Regions from separate parts of the Sus scrofa genome. Here region 2 is linked to region 1. A link is a contact called in public Hi-C data. All regions are on one chromosome and are shown on one strand. Each heading gives the region's core, a stretch centred on a gene start, on an enhancer-like site or on the middle of the called end of the contact. The rest is flanking DNA. Distances are from core to core; before and after follow the strand shown. Region 1 holds the start of RIF1 (telomere-associated protein RIF1). Region 2 holds the start of NMI (N-myc-interactor).

What was found. Hi-C and Micro-C count contacts between places; a contact is called where the count stands out from the background.
Region 2: a contact with region 1 is called in a Hi-C map of skeletal muscle, with 2.6 times the contacts expected there. The contact joins the promoter of NMI here to the promoter of RIF1 in region 1. A contact is called at or near these places in 5 of 47 Hi-C or Micro-C datasets (embryonic fibroblasts, fibroblasts, liver and 2 more) and 1 of 2 datasets of contacts at active chromatin or transcription factors (alveolar macrophages).

Annotation. Positions count from the first base shown.
Region 1 is chr15:829,277-834,086 of Sscrofa11.1, forward strand. It overlaps RIF1 (telomere-associated protein RIF1), which reads right to left and starts at 2,760. Exons shown (of 35, transcript XM_021076097.1): 1 at 2,615-2,760; 2 at 2,141-2,254; 3 at 1,301-1,379. The coding sequence starts at 2,244.
Region 2 is chr15:938,458-943,267 of Sscrofa11.1, forward strand. NMI (N-myc-interactor) reads left to right here and starts at 2,922. Exons shown (of 11, transcript XM_003359414.4): 1 at 2,922-3,047; 2 at 3,141-3,266.

The DNA.
Region 1 (4,810 bases), core at 1,510-4,009:
CAGTTATCCAAGGAATTCCTGACTATTTGCTACTCTTGACCAGGAAAAATAGTAAATGTTAGTAATTAAACATAAGAACAGACACTTCCCTGGAGCACCCCTTTTATAATTAATGAAACCAAACATTTGAAATATCAAACCCTGAGACAGAAAAGGATGCTAAAGCAATCAGTTGAGACAACCACCAATAAACACTTAAGACTATCTCCAAGATAGCAGTAGCATCTGTGCAATCAACTGTTATTAATCACCCACATGCTTCTAAATAATTATTCATCTGGCATTTTAGTTACAAACCCAATTTCCAACAATGCAACCTGACTCATGCAAATGAGTTCCTGATCCTATATGCTCTCAAACACCAAATACATGATGCATGTCTTCATCACATCAACTATACTGCTGAAATGTGGAACATGACAATGAAGAAAAATGGTAAATAATAGTAAGTAATACCATTAATACGTTTATAATATTAATAAATCTTGAACTACTACACAATAAAGTTCTTTCTTACATGAACAAAAAGCACTAACTTTAACAAATACTGTAGGGTGGCTAAGGCATTACCCCCAATGCCTCAACATTTAGCCAGAAAACACACTAAAACGTGCAATAAACATCTTGATGGAATAATCCTGTCTAAAAGCATGAAAACAAGGTTGTAAAAATAAGAACTCAAAGGGACTGTGGAGATTTAGTTTAACCTCTGAATTCTAAAAACAAGGAACTTAAAAGTTAGGTGTAAAGGAAAGTCACAAAACCACCATATAAGCAAGTGAGGACAAGGGCACTGGTTCTTGGTTTGATATTAAACTATATAACTTCCCTATAAACAAGCAAACAAGATAACCATAGTAAGGATTTTTTTAACCAAGCAACTGCGGCAAAAACTGAGGGTAAGATTTAAAAAAAAAAAAGAATGTTACCCACACAGTAAATGAATGACAAAATTATAGAGTCATTTATTTAGAAATGGATTGCTACAAACAGATCACTGAACTCTGATCACCACTTTTACATTAAGAATGCAAGTTTTGGATTCAAGTGCCTTGGCAACTTCAGGCAAGTTAAACCAATTTCTTCTGCAAAGTGGGGATTAAAGAGTAACCCCACTGGGACATGGAGGATTGGAGGACTAAATAAGAGAAAACACGTAAGGTAATTAAGACAGCACTCAATACACTGTAAATCCTCAAACAGTACTATAATAATACTACTGTTATTTACTTTACGTTCAAAGTTGAGTTGGCAAAACATTTTCCCCACAAGCTATTTAATAAACAACAAAGATACATACCTTTAAAACTTTGAAGAGCCGAGGAAGTTTTTTCTCAATTTCTATAATGATTTCTTTTCCCTCTTCTCCAGTCATACGACTTAAAAGCGGAAAGAACACAAGTTCATGCAATTGGAAGACATAAAAAAACTATAATCACTCCCTGAAATACCTGCATAATCTTTTTAAATGTTATATTAGAACTCTGGCAAATTAACTGACTCAGTGCTTAAGATAACTTAATATATAATACAGTATACAACTGAAATAAATGCAAAGCCGCCCTCACAATAACTTGTGCATCCATAGACACATTTTGACAGTTTCACTATGTAAAAGCGAAATCTATCCCTACTTAGAAATTTACTCAAATCTTCATCATTTTGTACCTGCTGTTAACCCTTTTCCAGTAATTTCCAAGTAACTCTAAGTAACTCAGAAAAATACGGTCTGCGGGGAAAAAATAAGCCGCGAAGCATGTGCGACTTAAATTAAACTCGGCTTATTGCTCTCTACTAAAAAGCCAATTCTGGGTTGCCCCACACTGTTCCAAGACAGAGATGGCTTACACTGAAAAACCTCTACTCCAGCACGCTTACTTCCAAGCAAACTTTCCCTAACCCTTTGCAAGCGAGACACACGTGCGGGCTTCCTCATTCCAAACACACGCCTCAAGGGCAGCAGCCCCCGCAACAGTGAACGTCACTGAGCACATACCTTCCCCACCACCAGCCCGCGACCCGAGCGCCCGCACAGCTCCCAGACTCTAGAATACACAAGCTCGCTTGCTGCGCCCCACCTGCAGTACCCTCTCCCCGAGACCCACCAGGGCGCCCCACCCCCACCCCCAGCAGGCCTCACCTGGTCAGAGTCAGGTAAGCGTCGGTCTGCTCTCCTTGGGAGGCGGAAGGGTCTTCCAGAGTCTCCAACAGCGGCGCCAGGTGGCTCGGACCCGGGGCGGTCATGTCGGCCACCCTGCGGCCCGGACCGGAAGAGGGGAAGAGCCGGTGACCGAGGGAAACAACCCCCTCCGCGGCCCGGCAGGGACCCGGCCCCAGAGCCCCACGGCGTCCACGCCGCGAGCTCCTGGAGGCGGAGGGACCCACAGTCCGAATCTCCGCCTGCCCCGCCACACGCACCCAGGCCCACGCCGCGCCCCAGCCCAGGCCCGCTCCCGCCACCACTTTCCCGGGCAGCTTTCAACAGGGGGAGGAGACCGGCGGGGGGCGGGAGAAACCCGGGGCGCGAGGCGTCTCGCCGCGAGGGGGCGGAGGATGCGCCGGGCCGAAGCTTCCAGCCGCCCAGCACTGGGATCCCAATATTCACCCCACGTACAAAGACAGGCCTGCGTCTCCTCCGCCGTCGCCCCGTAGCACCTTGAGGCGGCCAGAGCTCGACTTTTCCGGCTCGGGCTGTTTACTCACGCGTGCGGCCAGCTCCCTCCTAAACCAAGATGGCGGCGGGGGCGGGGCCCGGAGCGCGCGCGAGTGGGGCAGGCCTAGCCGGAGAGGCTCGAGTCAATCCAACAGGCGGTGGCGCACCGGAGTCATCGATCACCTCTCTCCCTCTCCTGCTGTGTCCCCTCCCTGCCCCCCAGGTCACCTTGCAGGTGGTTGGGTTAAATTTAACCAGCGAGGGTCTTGAAATTCAAAATGTAAATCTCCAAAGTTCACCGATTTTAAAGGTAGTGGGTCTTCAGACTGTCTTCAAATTGCAATTCCAGTATTTGTTAAAGTATTGGCAACAACTCATTTAGCAAGAGGAGATAATTGGATGGTGATGTTTAAGACTAAGAGTTGCACCAGCTATAATGGAAAAAAATAAAAATCATTATATATTAAAAAAAAGACTAAGACCTGCATTTAGATTGGTCTAGATTCCAACCTCTTGTTCTTCATGACCTTGGCAAGTTAATCAACCTTTTTATGCCTCAACTTCCTCCTCAGTAAAATAGGGATGATAATAGTATCTAATTCAGGAGAAAGCCAAGTGAGAAGAGGTTGGAGAGGCCAGGGACTCTCAAGTTTTAAGTGTACATAACAATGGCCTGGGGCTATTCATAATTAAACTGCAAGCTTCTGGGACCCGCCCTTAGGCATTGTGATTAGGTAGATTTAGGTAGGATCTGCATTCTTCTATTAGGCCTCAGAGGTTGAAGGGTGGGGTTTGGCTAGGACTTAACACTTGGAGAAACTACAGCAAACTTTTTTTTTTTTTTTTTTGTCTTTTTGCCTTTTCTAGGGCTGATCCCGCGGCATATGGAGGTTCCCAGGCTAGGGGTCGAATCGGAGCTGTAGCCACCAGCCTACGCCAGAGCCACAGCAACTCGGGATCCGAGCCACGTCTGCGACCTACACCACAGCTCACGGCAACGCTGGATCCTTAACCCACTGAGCAAGACCAGGGATCGAACCCGCAACCTCATGGTTCCTAGTCGTATATGTTAATCACTGAGCCACGACGAGAACTCCTACAGTAAACTCTTAATGAAAGTTGGTTCTTAGTGCTAATATGTTGCTCCCCTTTTCCTAGACCTCTGAGTCTCTTGAGTAATTTTGTCAACTTTAAACCAGGCAACTAAGGCCCAACAGCATCTGGTCCTTCCACTGTGGCCTCATGGGTTCTCTGCACCTGGCTTGAGCTTTTACTTATCCACACACAACTATTAGCGGTGGTTTGCCCTTTTCTGTGTTATCTGCACCTAGCAAAGCCTCTGCCAAACCAAGCGCTCAACACAGAGCATGTTTTTTAAACAAAAAGATGAAAGAGAGGGAAGGAGACCTACAACTTTGTGTGAGCCAACCTACAGAAATAGGAAATAATGAGCTGTGTCTGGTTAAGTGTAGAGACACTATGGAAGTAATGTCGGAGAAAGGTTTTCAGTGCAGCCTGATAAGTTCCTTAACCTTTGAAGGGGAATTTGCTCCTCATTTTCTGGTCAGAAGCACGACAACCCAGATATTTAAGATGGTGAAGTCTCGTCTGGCTCAGTGGCAGAGAACCCAGCTATTAACCATGAGGATTCAGGTTCGATCCCTGGCCTCGCTCAGTGGGTTGAGAATCTGACGTCGCCACAAGCTGCAGTGTAGGTCACAGATATGGCCCAGCTCCTAAGTTGCCATGGCTGTGGAGCAGGCTAGCAGCTGCAGCTCCGATTCGACCCCTAACCTGAGAACTTCCATGTGCCCCAGGTGCAGCCCTAAAGAAAAAAAAAAAAGGAAGGTTAAGAAGTTATTAGTCAATGAGTGAAATATGTGGGCAGGTTTGCAACACTGAGTTTCAGTATAATGGAGCCGTTGTATAGGAAAGTGAAAGATGATCCTGAAACCCTATTTTTTTTATGGTAGCTATGAGATTAGTGGATAGTGGAAAGAACACTGAGTTTGCCTTAAGACAAGTACCTTCACCCAATCCTTGTGTGCCTTATTTGGCTTTACTGTCTATCACTTATCACTATCTGATATTACATTATATATCTATTTTTAATTGTCCCTTCATTAGAATGTAAATTTCTTGCATATAGGGTCTTCG
Region 2 (4,810 bases), core at 1,672-4,171, 110 kb after region 1:
GGTGTGTGGGGGTGTGTGGTGCACTTATGGGGAGGAGTCCATTGACATCTGGTTGGGAGATAAATTTGTAACACAGTGTACATCTCATATCATGGCAGTGTAGATTTACATGATATGTCCAAGACATCTCATGTGCCTTGTAATATTTATTGAATATATGGTAGGTAGATAGATAGAAAAAGTTTTCCTTGATTCTGTTAGTGTTCCTTGTTGGGTCTGAAAATGAAACTGAAAAAGACAGATGAACAGGAGAAAAGCATACAAAATTATTTAACATAAGTTTTGCATGACATGGAAGTCTTCATAAGGAAATGAAGACCTGCAGAAACAGACCTGAATATCTTTATGCTAGGTTTGATGAAGAGTGGATAATCATGGTGATAAATGATAGGTCAAAGAGTATGAGACAATCGTAGTAAACTGGGGGAAACGGCAAGTCTGGTTTGTTAGGATTCTTCTCTGTGTCCTTTGATTTTGGAGATAAGAATACACCTTTCCTATAGGTATAGGGAAAACACCTCTCACAGGAGGCTTTTTGAACTATTTCAGAGAAGAGTGGGAGAGGGGTGGGGGGAAGGGCAGAGTGACCGTTTTGCTTCTACTGTTTTCTCAAACTTCTTTCCCTTAAAACATCAATATGCCAAGGTGCCATATTTTGTGGAAGCATGTCCTGAATCCTATCATTAGTAAAGCATTGATCAATTTGCCCCATTAGAAACTTCTCAAGATTTTAACAGCTGTTCCTTGAAAAAAAGGATTTAGTGTTCAAATTAGTTTGGTAAATTCAAGTTTAAATAAAGTTAAACTTTTTTTTTTTTTTTCGCTTTTTATGGCTGCATCCTCGGCATATGGAAGTTCCCAGAACTGGAGCTATAGCTGCTGGCCTACCCCACAGCACAGCAACGTGGGATCTGAGCTGTGTCTGCGACCTACACCATAGCTCATGGCAATACCAGATTCTTAACTCACTAATCGAAGCCAGGGATTGAACCCTTGTCCTCATGGATCCTAGTCAGGTTTGCTAACCACCAAGCCACAAAGGGAACTCCAAGTTAAACTTTTTTATTTTTTTCAAAACTAAACTTTTAAATGTGTGCTTTAATTTTCCCCTGCAATATTTCTCAAAACTCTTAATGTGCTGATGTGCACTGGGGATCTCTCAAATGTAAATGCAGTAATGCAACGTTTCCTAATCAAACATGCCCATAGGATTCCTTCTTCTTCATACACTGTAGAACACAGTGTGGAGACACTGATTTCGTGGTTGAGAGTAGAGCAAGACATCAATGTCATTACATAGTAATTGCTTGCTTTTGGATCACCACTTTAAGCCTTAGCTCATCTGCAAAATGGGAATAATACGTATATCTCATGTTGTAGTTGGCAAAAATGCCTAGGAGTTCTCAGTAATGATGATGAACAATACTACATCTGGGAGCAGGGAGGGGAAGGGAGTGGGATGGACTGGGAGTTTGGGGTTAGTAGATGCAAACTCTTACATTTAGAACGGATAAGCAATGAGGTCCTGCTGTACAGCACAGGGGACTGTGTCCAGTCTCTTGAGATAGAACATGATGGGGGATGATGTGAGAAAAAGAATGTATATAGAGTAGTTCCTGCCGTGGCTTAGTGGTTAACGAACCTGACTAGTATCCATGAGGATGTGGGTTCAATCTCTGGCCTTTCTCAGTGGGTTAAAGATCTGGCCTTACTGTGAGCTGTGATGTAAGTTGCAGAAGTGTCTTGGATCCGAGATGCTGTGGCTGTGGTATAGGCTGGCAGCTACAGCTCCGATTCAACCCCTAGCCTGGGAACCTCCCTATGCTTGAGAATGCAGCCCTAAAAAAGACAAAAGACAAAAAAAAAAAATGTATAAAGATGTATGACTGGGTCACTTCGCTGTACAGCACAAATTGGCACAATATTGTAAATCAACCATACTTTAAAAGAAAAACACATCTGGGAACTGACTATTCATTTTCAGAACCCAGTGTTGCAGAGTACTGGATTTGAAGAAGAGTTGCTTTCAGATTGTTACATGGCTCAGCCGTAGCAGGTGAGTGGGCAAAGTCTTCCCTAATACCTGCATCCCTTATCCTCTCACAGGATTGCAGTCAAACTTACATGAATCCTGCTCTGGTCATGATCCTATTGCTTAGTATCTTCTTATAAAAAACAAAAAGAAGAAATGAAGTTTGAACTAAATAAATTCTAGAGTTCATGTTTTCTAAAATTCAACGGGAGAACAAAAGTAGTTCTCAGGCTGCAGCAGGTGGAGTGTTGGGACTTTTCTAACTGGGCTGATGAGCACAAATGTCCAAGCACCACTTAATTTTTCTCACTTAGAAAGGATACTTTTAACTGATTGCCATCAATATTCTTGACATAAAGGAATTCGGCTTTGGTTAATCTTTTAGATCACTGTATCAGTTATCACATATGATTGCATAGCACTATAGACTAGAACTGATGCCTGGAAGTCATTTTGATATGTCTCCTTCCTGGCTCTATTTACAACCAAGTACAGCTGTGGGGTGGTTCTTTTTGCAGGATTAAGAAACCCTGCAACTCTTGAAATAAACCAGATGTTTTCCATTTCAAAGAAGATCACACCTAGTGAGGTATTTATTTACAAGCTTCACCACAAAACAAAAGAAGACAACTTTCAAGGGACACAGGTCATAGAAACCCACAGAACATCACAGCTTTCCCAACTTCCTGGGAAGTTGCAAAAGAAATGCACAAAAGTGGACCTTGCTGGCTGCAAACACTTGTAGATTAAGGTTATAAAGACCAGCAAATTACAGGGAGAGTTATACCATCGTGTGAGAGACTCTCACTTTTGTTTTCTATCCACTTTTCCAAAAATACGTCCTGTAATACACATACAAAGGAGTGGTTTTTAAAACATGTTCTAAAATCAGCATCTAGGGAAACTACAGGAATACTCTAGGAAGAGATTCTCAAAACAAAAACAAAACCACCACGTTTTAAATATCGAAAGTGAAAATAAGTATAACTTAGTGACCAATCATTGGAGACAACAGGTTTGGCATTCGAGCAGTGGCTAGATTGAAAGGCATTATTTGAGTAGTTTACTTCTCTTTTAATTCATTCTTTCTTACTTTTTTTTTTTAAAGCATCAAATTGTTGAGCCCGAGGACACCCACTTGAAAAAGGTACAAGGTACTTCCGACCAGGCAGCCCCAGCGCGCAGCCAGGGAGTTTTCCGGAAGCGGGTCGCCGCGCTTGGCCGCCCGAGGCGGGTAAGTGGGCGCCTTGTTCCCCCGCTGCCGGGCTCTTCTTAGTCATGGGCTGGACGGGCCATGCGTGGCATCCCGGCGAGTTCTGCGGGGCCGGGGACCTCGTGGTGGGAGGAGGGTGGGGAATGCCGGGCCGAGAGCAGGCGTGGCGGGGCGGGGGTGGTGGCGGGGCGCGGGTGGTCAGCGGCTCTGCGGGACCCCTAGCCCCAGCCCCACCGCCGTGCTCCTGCGCAGCCCGCAGCCGGGGTCGCGGGGACCGCCCTGCAAGCGAGCGGACGCGCCTGCCCGGCCCACGAGGCCTTCTCTGTGCCGTACCGGCCTCTGACCCAGTTTCCTTTGCTTTGCTTCATTTCGGAAATTGAAACTTAACACGGTTTGTGTTTCCCCACTGTTCTTCTAGTGTCTCTGGAGATGGTTCTTCGGAAAAAGAATCCCTTAATGAGATTTACGCTCTTGGCAGGCTCAGGGTTTGGCAGTCGTGCCTCACTTTTACGAATACGCAGGGACTTTTAGAAAGAGACATCCACAAAAGAAGGCGGTGTTTCCTTGTCTATAAAACAAGCATAAGGTTTTTTTTTTTAATTATTTATATCATCATTAATCACCACCTCTGTTTCCCCTTCACCTCGTTCCTTTCTTTTTGCTGCCAGGCATGCGTGTGGGAAGATTTAATTCTATTAGGCCGGGCACCAGAGTGATACGAGTATATTAGGGAAATAGGTAATAAATTGGTGGAGGCGGTTTGTATTAGTTTTTTCATTCACTGCCATACATTCCTACGGACTTGAAGGCTTTAAGAGCCCTAAGTATATTCTATTAAAATTCTATACGTTAGATGTCCAGTTGGGGGTCCTTGGGTTAAAATCAAGGTGTCTGTAGGCTGCCTTCCCTTCTGGAGGCTAATGGGATGAATCTGCTTTCTTTCTCTCTTCCAGCTTCTTTAGATTGCTCACCTTCTTTGGCTCCGTCGTCTCTTTCTCTGTCTTCAGAGCCAGCAATGTTGCATCTCTGATCATTCTTCTCTTGTCACATTTCACTCAGATTCTGCTCTTCTGCTTTCCTCTTTCTCTTTGAAGAAGGACGCTGTGATTACATTTGTCCTCACCAAGAATCCAGGAAAATCTTTATATTTTAAATCTACCTGATTATCAACCTTCATTCAGTCAACAGCCTTAATTCTCCTTTGTAAGTAACCTAACATATTCACAGATTCTTGAGGTTAGGATATGGGCATCTTTAAGGGAAGCCATTATTCTGCCCACCATCTGATTGCATAAAAGAAAAACTATTCCCATTCATGCCAAGAGGGAAAGTATCCAGATGCTAGATATGCTGTAAGAAGTTTTGAGGATCTTATGTAGTAGACCATTTATATGAATTAAATATATTATCGAGAGCCTTTACTACAAGGTCTTAAGAGTATAGACCTAAAAAAAAAAAATGCAAATAATGTTACAGCTTCTGTTTTTTGGAAGCATAATAAGAGAACCTCATATACTTGGGATGTACTGAGCATAACAGATATCTGGATCAAGATATCACACAAT